Linked DNA regions of Dromaius novaehollandiae: region 1 is linked to region 2. The links are chromatin contacts, called in public Hi-C maps. All regions are on one chromosome and are shown on one strand. The core of a region is the stretch at or near the end of the contact, and the rest is flanking DNA. Distances in the headings are between cores, read along the strand shown. Region 1 holds the start of CELSR1 (cadherin EGF LAG seven-pass G-type receptor 1). Region 2 has its middle 21 kb from the start of TRMU.

What was found. Hi-C and Micro-C count contacts between places; a contact is called where the count stands out from the background.
Region 1: a Hi-C map of liver shows a contact between it and region 2, with 19 times the contacts expected there. The contact joins the promoter of CELSR1 here to the enhancer-like site in region 2. A contact is called at or near these places in 3 of 4 Hi-C or Micro-C datasets (brain, liver and ovary).

What each region holds. Positions count from the first base shown.
Region 1 is chr1:13,723,059-13,728,595 of bDroNov1.hap1, reverse strand. It overlaps CELSR1 (cadherin EGF LAG seven-pass G-type receptor 1), which reads left to right and starts at 3,538. Exons shown (of 35, transcript XM_064506072.1): 1 at 3,538-5,537. The coding sequence starts at 3,820.
Region 2 is chr1:13,535,427-13,540,736 of bDroNov1.hap1, reverse strand. No RefSeq gene overlaps it. Among named protein-coding and RNA genes, the nearest start is that of TRMU, 21 kb to the right of the region's middle. Within about 2 kb of position 2,241, at least 2 of the 2 cell types and tissues checked have open chromatin away from gene starts, as enhancers often do.

The DNA of each region.
Region 1 (5,537 bases), core at 2,289-4,788, 190 kb before region 2:
GTGTTACTTTAGCAGGAATAGATGACTGGTACATTTGTGAAGTCAATAAATACATTTATGAATACATGACATATATAAATTCATATTTAACACTATATAGACATACATCCTGTACGATATTGCATATATGATGTGTGTGTGTGTCCATGCAACACAAATTTCATGCATATATTTGTATTTTGAAATGTTTTGCACAGTTGTCTAAATTTGAGCATGATTTTTCTTCTCATGTGCATAAAAAACCCCAAACAAGAGTTTAGAAGATAAAGCCACTGTTTTTGTGGAAGGAGGAAAACTTGCTCATCACCTTTTGATGATATAACTGAAAAAGCCCATGACAAAAGGATTTTTGTCACTTTTATTGTGAGAAGAAGTGAAGCATTCGCAATACTGTTTTACCAAAGATCCGCTTTCAAGCTTTGCATTGAAGGGCTGACGGGCTGAGAGGAGAGAAGCCCAGGTTTCTTCCAAACCTTCTTTTGCAAAGATGGACATTACGCTGAATCACTTCATTCCCAGACTGAAAAATACTATCAGATCTAGACACAGGCAAATCTAACTCTGTATTTCTTTTTCCCTGGGCTGGAGATGTTGCAGCAGAATTCAAACTGAGGAAATGAGTTCTGTATGATCCTTTGCGCTGCTCAGAGGGTCTCTCCCTGCCCTCGTAAACGTAGTAATACTATCCTGGGGTTTTTTGTTGTTTTTTTTTTACTTTCTTGCTTTTATTTTAAATACACTTTGGAAAGAAACTTGAAATACTTCACTCCCAGACAAGTTGAAACAGGATTTTCTGAACCGTGAAAGGAATATGTCATTGATTGGTACCAAGAAAACAAAGGATTGGGCAAAACCTCACCCACCTCTGTATTTTTATGGAAATCACCCACCTTCTTGACATCGATGTGATTTCTTGTATAAATAAGGGCAGTATATAGCAGAAAGTCAAAGGGAGTACCTAATTTTCTCTGAAAGATCATCCTTCATTGAAAACTTGCCAGTTAAAACATAAGACAATTGTAATTCTGGCTTTCATCCCCAACTTGAATTTCCTTCACCAACTGTTCAGTTTTGCCAAAATCTTTTTTTTTTTTTTTTTTTGGTCTCTTCCGAAAGACAGACCCACAGGAGCAGCAGCAAAAACTGATCAATCCAGATCCTATTTCTGACCAAGCCAGGACCTCAATTTCTACGGAGAGACCCATTTAATAGAAGCAACACTGAGATAGGTGCAAGATGTTCTACCAGGGGCTGCGTCTGAAAAGTGACGTGAGCACCCAGTGTGTTTTCTAAATAATCCACTCTTTTCACTTGGGCAGCAACTCATCCCTGTATTCGAATACAAGCAAGGTATTTACAATTATGCCTTTAAAACATATTTTTATGGTAAAATAATATGGTAGGCGATGTAACACGTGACAGGACTTGGGAATGACAGAGACTGTGTAATTAATGAGAATACAGTAAAACACGTCCGATAAACAAGACCAAATGAAGGGCTTGGCCAGCGGCTCTGCTAAATCGGCAGCCGAGCCCTGCAGATAGGAGCAGAACGTGGGAGTCTGTGCAACCACGCACGTACCCAGCTTCGCACAAATGCTTTTACAGGATCTTCCCCTTCCTCTTGCGGCAATAAAGTGGAAAGAAAAAAGTTTAAACTGTCTTTTCTTGTGGACCATGTTAATCTTTTTAAAACTTCTGAAACAAGTACTTGGATCTCAGTTTAAAAAACCCATGTAGGAGGATTGTTTTGTAAAAAGCTTCTTTTTAAAAACATGGACATTAAGCATTGTGACCAGAAAATGTAGGGATAAGTGAGAAAAATATGGGCTGAAACTAGGCAGTTTTGTACAGACCCCAAGTTAATATTATTGTGATTTACAGCAATTGCAATGAGGGTAAGTTGCCTGATTTTTGTGAGTGTAAAACAGATCACAACATTCATCCAGACTCGATAATGGGGAGGCTATGTCTAATTTTTTTTTGAATCTATTTCCTTCCTCTTCCTTTTGATGAACTATTCATCAAAGGATCTGAAAATGTAATTAAGCTTCCATATTCCATAAAAAACCACCTAACCAGGTAGGGCTGAGTCAGCTAAACAGCCTCCAAAACCTCAATTTGAAAAGCTTCCTCCCCCCCCCCCCCTCCCCGTCAGACATATTGGCAATAATCCTTTTTTTCCCCTCGGAATAATGCAGTTCGGGGGGTGAGAGGAGTTTTCAGAATGTGCTTTTCCACAGTCTTCTTGCACGTGCTGAAGACACTAAACTGACCGTAACAGCTTGCTCTGAAAGTTGCCTTCCAGCTGATATAAGGCACGGCGTATTACAAAATCCTGGTCTGGAACATTTTGTGGCTTTTGCTCATTACCTGCTGGTCTTCTCAGCATCTGTAGGAAAGGCCGTCACGCACGGGCCGCCGCGCTCTGCAGCGCGACGCACCGCGAGGCCGGGCAGCCCCCGGCTCCCCGCGCGGCGGCCCCGCTGCTCGGCTCCCCCGGCAGAGGCCACTGCAGGCGCACGGATGCACCGCTGCCGCGCACGAGTGAAAAAAGGCAAAATGATATAAAGCGTTCATCAGCTCACGGAGCTGACACCCCTCACCGCCGGCGAAATAGTTAAGTGAGGGGCTTGGCTTTGCTTCGTCCCACAAAACTACCTAAGTTTGCATTTTGTACGTAACTGTTTGCAAGCGCCCCAAAGAAATCGTTTATGCACCTGGTATTGCGCACAGAGCACAGCAGAGCGTGAGCGTGGCAGCAGAGAGTAAACGCTAGGACACAGTGCAAGGCAGAAAACTTGCAGAGCCTAACTGCGATCGGCGGGGGAAACCCGATTCTGGGGGAAAAATTGTAACCACTTTATTCTGAAAAGGAATTGCACGGTTTTTTTTTTTCTTTCTTTCTCGCAGGAAATAATGAAAAAAATTATTTTAGATTCACTTCAGTTTTGTTTTGGACGACAAACCCGAGAAGGCAGCTAAAATCAGGTGTCCGCTGCTCGGGCAAGCGGGTCAAAGCCTCCGCAGGCGCCTTCTGGCCGCGATCCCGCTGCGGAGCCCGCGGTGCCCCTGCGCGGCAAATGTCCCGCGCCCGCCCGCCCGCGCCGAGCCGAGCCGAGCCGAGCCGAGCCGAGCCGGGCCGAGCCGAGCCGGGCCGGGCGGGGCCGGGCCGATCCGCGGCGCCCGGGCGGGGCCGGGCGGGGCCGGCGCAGAGCCCGCCCCGGGCAGCGCCCCCGCGCCGGCACCGCCGAGCGCCGCCGCCGAGCGGGGCCGCAGCGACGGGGCGGCCGCGCTGTGTGGCTGCCGGCCGGGCAGGCGCCGTCGGCGGGGGCGAGCCACGCGGGACCGCGGCGCCGGGTGCCGGCCGCGCCGAGGGGGCGCTGCGCGCCGAGGGGGCCGCGCCGCGGCGGAGGGTGACTTTCCCGTTTCTTTATTTAATTTTCTCTCTTTTTTTTTTTCCTTTGGGAGAAAGAGAGGAGCAGCAGGTTTATGCTAATCACCCTCTCGGGAGCAGCGGTGGGAGGAGGAGGAGGAGGAGGAGGAGGAGGAGGAGGAGAGGAGCCATTTTGAACTCACTTCAAAGTTTAAGGTGGAAAAGTTGGAGCTCTCCAGCGCGGGGCCCGGGGACGGCGCCCGCAGCGGCGCTGCGGGGCGGCGGCGGCGCCCGCGGAGCGAGGCGGCGGCGGGGCGCGGGCAGCGCAGCGCGGCGGGGGCCCGGCGCCGCTGCCCATGGACGAGGGCGGTGAGCGGCGCGGCGGCGTGGATGGATTGTGCGGGAGCCGTCTGCCCGCGATCGCTGCCCCCTGAGCCCCGGAGATGCCGCGGCTGTCGGCGGCCGCCGCCTGCGTGTCCTGGGCCGCGCTGCTGTGCGCGCTGGGGCGGGCGGGCGGCGGGGACCCGCGGCCGCCCCGCGCCGCCCCGCTCCTCCACCTGCCCCCGGGCGCCGCCGGGCGCTGCGGCGCCGCCGCGCCGCCGCCGCTGCCGCCCGCGGGGCGCCTGAGGGTGGCGGCCGCCCCGCTCCGCCCGCCGCGGGGGGACGGCGGGGCGCTGCCGGCGGCGCGGGGCGCCCGGCCCTGTCCGCTGAGCGGCCGGCGGCGGGCGGCGACGGAGCCCCGCGGGCCCGGGCTGGCGGGGGCCGAGGGCGGCGGGCGGCGGGGAGCCCGGCGGCGCCGCAGCCTCAACAGCCCCCCGCAGTTCCAGCTGCCCAGCTACCAGGTCTCCATCCCCGAGAACGAGCCGGCGGGCACGGCGGTGATCGTGCTGCGGGCGCAGGACCCCGACGAGGGGGAGGCCGGCCGGCTGGCGTACTCCATGGAGGCGCTCTTCGACGAGCGCTCCAACGACTACTTCTCCGTTGACCCCCAGACGGGCAGCGTGGTCACCACCCGCAGCCTCGACCGGGAGACGAAGGACACCCACGTGCTCAAAGTGACCGCATCCGACCACGGCTCCCCGCGCCGCCGCTCGGCCACCACCTATCTGACGGTGACTGTGAGCGACACCAATGACCACGAGCCGGTGTTTGAGCAGCCCGAGTACCGGGAGAGTATCCGGGAGAACCTGGAGGTGGGTTATGAGGTGCTGACTATCCGTGCTACCGATGGTGATGCCCCAGCCAACGCCAACATGCTTTACCGCCTGCTGGAGCCAGGAGCTGGCGACGGCGTCTTTGAGATTGACCCGCGCTCTGGGGTCGTGAGGACCCGAGCCCCGGTGGACCGCGAGGAGGTTTCTGAGTACCACCTGGTGGTGGAAGCTAATGACCAGGGCAAGGACCCGGGACCTCGCAGTGCCACAGCTATGGTGCACATCACTGTGGAGGATGAGAATGACAACTACCCTCAGTTCAGCGAGAAGCGCTACCTGATCCAGGTGCCAGAGGATGCCCCAGTGAACAGTCAGATACTGCAGGTGCAGGCTACTGATCGGGACCGGGGCGGCAATGCCCAGGTGCACTACAGCATTGTGAGTGGCAACCTGAAAGGTCAGTTCTACATCCACTCTTTCTCTGGCGCCATCGACCTGATCAACCCTCTGGATTATGAGACTATTCGGGAGTACACGCTGCGGATCAAAGCCCAGGATGGGGGCAGGCCTCCCTTAATCAACTCCAGTGGCATGGTGTCAGTGCAAGTCGTGGATGTGAACGACAATGCCCCCATCTTTGTCAGCACTCCCTTCCAGGCCACGGTGCTGGAGAACGTTCCTTTGGGCTACTCGGTGCTGCATGTCCAGGCTGTGGATGCTGACTCTGGGGAGAACGCACGCTTGGAGTACAAACTTATAGAGATGACACCACCCGCTGGAAGTGCTCCCATAGCGGGCGACTCTGGGTTCCCTTTTCAGATCAACAACAGCACGGGGTGGATCACGGTGTCAGCAGAATTGGACCGAGAGACTGTAGAGAACTACCACTTTGGGGTGGAGGCCAGGGACCATGGTGTGCCGGTCATGACCTCCTCAGCCAGTGTGTCCATCACAGTCCTGGACGTGAACGACAACAATCCTGCGTTCACTGAGAAGGTGTATCACCT
Region 2 (5,310 bases), core at 992-3,491:
CTGCAAAATGCAAAATATGTGCCCACCAGCAGAGAAGAGAAGAGGAGGAGAAGAGGAGGAGAAGAGGAGGAGAAGAGGAAGGGAAGAGGAAGAACCTCCCCAGTAGCCCAGTGAAAACACTGCTTTTCAGTCAGGTCCCATCTGGGAGCCACTCGGTACCCACAGCCTCTTCAGCAGAGCATCCACCTTGCTACTGCACTCCACTTTGCCTCTATGCAGTTCACTTTTCCTCGCTGAAAACAGAAATTTGCACCTGTTTTCTTGTCCATTTCAGTGTGTTGATTTCGGATTTGCTTTCCAGCTTCTCAAACTCATTTTGACTTTCAGCCCTGTCCTTCGGGATGCCTGGAGTTCTTTGGTCACATCTGCAGCTTTTACCAGCTACCTTTTCATCATTCAAACATTGAGTGAAAATATCAAATAAAAATAACCCCACGAGAGATCTTGTAAAACCTCCCTTCTTGCCAAGAGACCTTTTCATGAATTTTGCACCTACCTCATACCAATCAATGTCAGACTGCACTGGCCGTATTTTGTTTACAAGAACATAGTGTCGGACAGCGTCAAAAGATACACTGAATACCCATCCCATCTGTTGCTGCTCCTTCATCCACCCTGCCAGGCACCTTATCAAAGAAGAAAATTAGATTAGTCTGATGGATTGCAAAGAGATTGTGTTACCTCTTTATTACCTTCTAAATACTTAAAAAGGGATTATTTTGGGGTACCCTCAAGACTCTTCCTGGGGCTCTGTGCCCGGCTGTTGTCTGCCCAGCTTCGCAATTCCCCTGGTGGGACCAAGAGCCTGCTCTGCCCCCTACTAGCTCTCAGGCACAGCCAGGAATAGGGTACCTGCTGCTTCAAATAAAAATATCCCATGCTCTGCCCAGTCCCGAAAGGCTGCTTGGGCAGAATAGAAAAGAAAGGAGGGAGAAGAAAGAAAAGGATTGTGCGTCAAGCGAGCAGGTGCCGTGCCTCGCCGGCCGCTGCTGCGTGACGGTGTGGAGGCCTGGCTGCAGCACAGCCGAGGGGTAAAGCAAACCCACTCCTGCAACAGCAGGGCCCCCCAAGCACCCTCCTCCCAGTGCTGCCACTCTCTTCCGCTGAAACCCTTGCACCCTGTCCAGCTGGGCTCCCTCCTGGGTTAGTTTCTTATGTTTTTTTCCCCCTTCAAATACAACAGCTTGCAAAAATACCAACATCTTTGGCTAACATGTAGGAAAAGCTCTTGTTTTTGGTCATTTGACAGTCACTCCTTGGAAGGCTGTCTTTAATGATCTTGTTAGCATTTAACTACTATCAAATTTTGCGAGCAAGACAGTAGGGTTTTAAAATATTTTTATTGGATATGAATGCACTCGAAATAACAAGCATGTGAAGTTCTGTGCATGGATAAACAGGGCAGTTTAGCGTCAAAGCAGAAATAAGTAGACACAGCAAAGCGGTCCTGATGTGAGAAAGCACCGTTTCCCCCAAGGATTCAGCCCAAAATGGTGGCCCCCGCTCGCCCTGTGCCCCGCTGCCACCCAGCGCTGCCAGCAGCCTGGGGAGATGCCCAAGCGTCTCCTCGCCCCCCCTCCCTGCACGGTTCCCCAGTCCAGCCCAGGCTGCGGGCGGCTGCGATAGCCCCGCCTCGCGTGGGGTGAGATCACACAAAAACACTAAATGCCGTAGACGGACCCCTTCGTTAAGCACCACATAATACTCAAAGAGAAGCAACGGCTACAGCTGTACGTGTCCAAGCGCGCCCGGACACCCACGGCTCCCGCTGCCGAGCTGCTCGGTGCTGCCGCCAAATCGCTCAGCGGCAACAAGTCTTCCAAAGCTAACGAGCAAGGCGCTAAGCCGGCCAGGAGGTTTGCGACAGAGACTCAGACAGACGTGTTTCATGATGACACGATTACTCAGAAAGCAAAAAAAAGGTTTATGGCACATGCTAAGCCACCTATTATAAAATAATTCCGACGGCGCAAGCACCCTGAAGGGACAAGGAGATAAGAGTGCACTTTAATCAAAACAGCTGCATTTCTAGTACAGGTTCATCAAATTAAAAAAAAGAACGAACCTACAGCAGCAATTTCATTAGTTATAAAAGCAGCTGTCCAAAGGACAGCATGTTTTGAGTGGGTAAAGAATAGCTGGATTTAAGGGAAATAAATATCCCTTTCCCCTGGATCCCTTCCACCCAGCCCTTCAGGTTAGAACATCCGACTGAATCCAGCACAAAACAGCAACAGATGTGTCTGAGAGCAAGTGACGGGAATACGTTTCCAGGTGAAGCAGTAAATCACCCCTGTAAAATGCAAGTTGGCTTTGAGAAAAATCAGTAAATTTTATTACACATTTCAATTGACTGGATAAAACAAAGAAGAAACCCTGGGACGGTTAACTCCTTTGTTTCCAGTTGCATGAGATAACACATTTCTGGGGAAAAATGTCTGCAGAATGGTAATGAAAATTTGTCACTGAAATGAAATTGCCAAAGGAATGAGGACCGCAACTGCCGTGCTGCCAGAGCCATCCCGACGCGCGGCTCTGCTCTTTCGGGAGCCCGAGAGGAGGCGTCTTCCCGGCGGGGCTCGTCCCCACGTGCCACACGCAAACCAAACGCAGCTCCTGCTTCCCTACCTCAGTCAAGTGACATGACAGACACGTGGCTCCCTACGCTTTCTCGGTAGCCGTCTGTACTCCATGCTTTTTGCCTCAATAGCACACCAGCAACGCCAGGGTCGTGCAAATCAAAATGAGTAAAAAGAGTTCCCTACTCCTGCCATTTCCCTTCCTTGGTGAAGGCAGGCAGAGGAGGGCGGTGTTTCTGATACCATCAGCAGAAAACAAAAAGTGCTTAATTTGCCAGTATGAGGGACATAGATACGTACAATTTATCTTTCCTGTCTCTCTCTAACTTCACAAGGGGTAAAGCTTGCCTCTGTGCGGCTATATTTTAATGACAGATGCTAATACAGCAAGCGGTCTGAACCTTGGCAGTCGGATACTGTGGAAGCGCAGCGTAATTTAGGGGCTAGATAATTGTGGCAGGCAGTCTGCAAGCGGAGGCACTTGCTCTGATTCCCGGGATCAGTCTTTTGTACTTAGAAAATATTTATACATTCTGCCTACCCTGCGATTCACACTTATCCTCTGATTCAATAACCAGCTCATTTCCATGGAACCACCTTAAAAGTCATCAGTCTCAAACCCTCCCAGGTAAGGGGCAATTTCTCTTGGTTTCGCTGCAGTCTGAGCACTGTCGTTACACTTCAGTGTAGACAAGAATCGCCAAATAGAGATGGTCCCGGCTCCAAGAAATGGCCAGGTTACAGAAACGTAGTTCAACACCTGATTATCAGTCAGTTCATAGAGGGTTGGGTTTTTTTTTTTTTTCTGTTATCTCCTTCTTCACTTTAAAAGCGAGGTGTAAAACTAGTTCATGGTGAAAATCTTATACCATAAAAACACCTTGTCTAACATTTAAAATCAGTGTAGGCTACTCTGCTTTGTTTCTACAGTTACCTGTAATAAAAATAGCACATAAGTGATTTCAGTCTAAAAGCCATGCCTGAAACCTTTCAAACTTGAAATAAATTTATTTCACAGTTTTACTTCATATAGCAAATTTGCTAACAGGTTTTCTCTTCCACAGAGCAGGTTGACATGACACAACTTGTAGAGAGTCCTCCTGGAGCAGGAGTAATATATAAAAACGTGTGAACAGTGAAATGCTCCTACATTAAGTACCTTGATTACAGTAAAAACTGCCTTTAACCAGCACTGAAATTAAATCCATCAGATGCCTCACATCCATTTATGGGACGTTGCTGTACACTAGTCATTTTTATTCTTCTTTCACATTTCTAATTTTATGCAAGTTATCATCCAGGTTAATGAAACCATGCCGAGCTGGTTGAGTCTGGTTTGCCATTAGTCAGGAGCTGCAATGGGACTGTGGACTCATCCTTTGAGAGTTACAGTTTCTTGAAGAGAGATCGGTGTTACTAGTCATTATTTTAGATTCTAATTTCTCTGAAGTCTTTCAAATGAGAAAAAAAAAAATCACTGATTCTAACTCCTCGGTCTCTCCTGCTGACACCTTCTTGCTGCGTTGCTAGTAAGTCCTACCATCCACACAGAGATCCATGGGAATCTCTCCAGGTATTTCAGTTTCAAGGCTAGATCTTAAATTTTCAAAGCAAATTTGAAGCTCTTTGGTATTCAGGAAATTACTCTATATGCTGTAAAATTACCCAGAATGAATATTCCATTAACATTTCCCATTTTCAAGTTTCTCTAACTCACGTTGGGTAAAACTCAAGATGTTTGAGAAGAGAAAGAGAAGAAAAATCCTGGAGATTCAATAAGCCAAACCCAGACATTAGTGTTCATCAGACCACACACACACCCAAGTAAGGGCGAAGAAACTGGGACTAATTTTCAAAATCTCCTTTTTACAACCAGCCAATCAAGTGTTAGATGAAGTCTGAGACGCCTGTGAAAGCTAATGCCCGGCGCAGCATGGCTCGGGGGGCGAGAACAGGCAGGAACCAATTTTTTCCTACCAGTGCTTGTTTGCCCTGTTCTTGGGGCAGTTTTGTTCTGACTTGTACTGCCAGCTCATCTTTACAGGGAAATTATGGTATCAGTGTTATCATGACCTTAAGCAAACACAGTGTCACATTTCTTCCGATGTACCGGGCAGCAAAACCAGCGAAAAGGAAGCGGGTCACAGTCACGGGCACGTTAGCTCCTAAACCCACCACTTCTGAGCGGCGAGTCTTGCTCAGGTGAAATGGCTCGGTGCGATGTCCCAGTGCCATCTGGTGCTGAAGCTTGAAATGACAGGCCGTCTCATTTCCTCCTCTGGCTTGCCATTGAAGTGTATCGCTTTTGTGTAATTAGGATATTTATGCACTATTTCACTGTGTTTAAGTCATTAAAGCGTGTAAGTACAGAAGAAGCATCGGGCATATAAAAATAAAACATATACACATTTAAAATCTTAATCTGACTTTAAAATGATCATGAAATTGGTATGAGGGTAAGGATGTTTCCAGCCAGTGGTACATCCTCTTCACCTGTATCCACACCATCATCTCCTAACCTTGCCTGTTACTACAGTGCTCATAAAACCCATATTTTCCCAGCCAGAAAGCCAGTAACTATCCCCTCGCATTCACTCTTCTCCCTGCAAAGTTCATTTTCCCATGCAAACCAACCCTTTTTCATTTGTTTTTTTGGTCTTGGGAGCACCCCAGGTTGTCTGGTTTGTTCTGCTTTGCCTTGAGAAATCAAACGCTCTGGAGTTATTTCAAG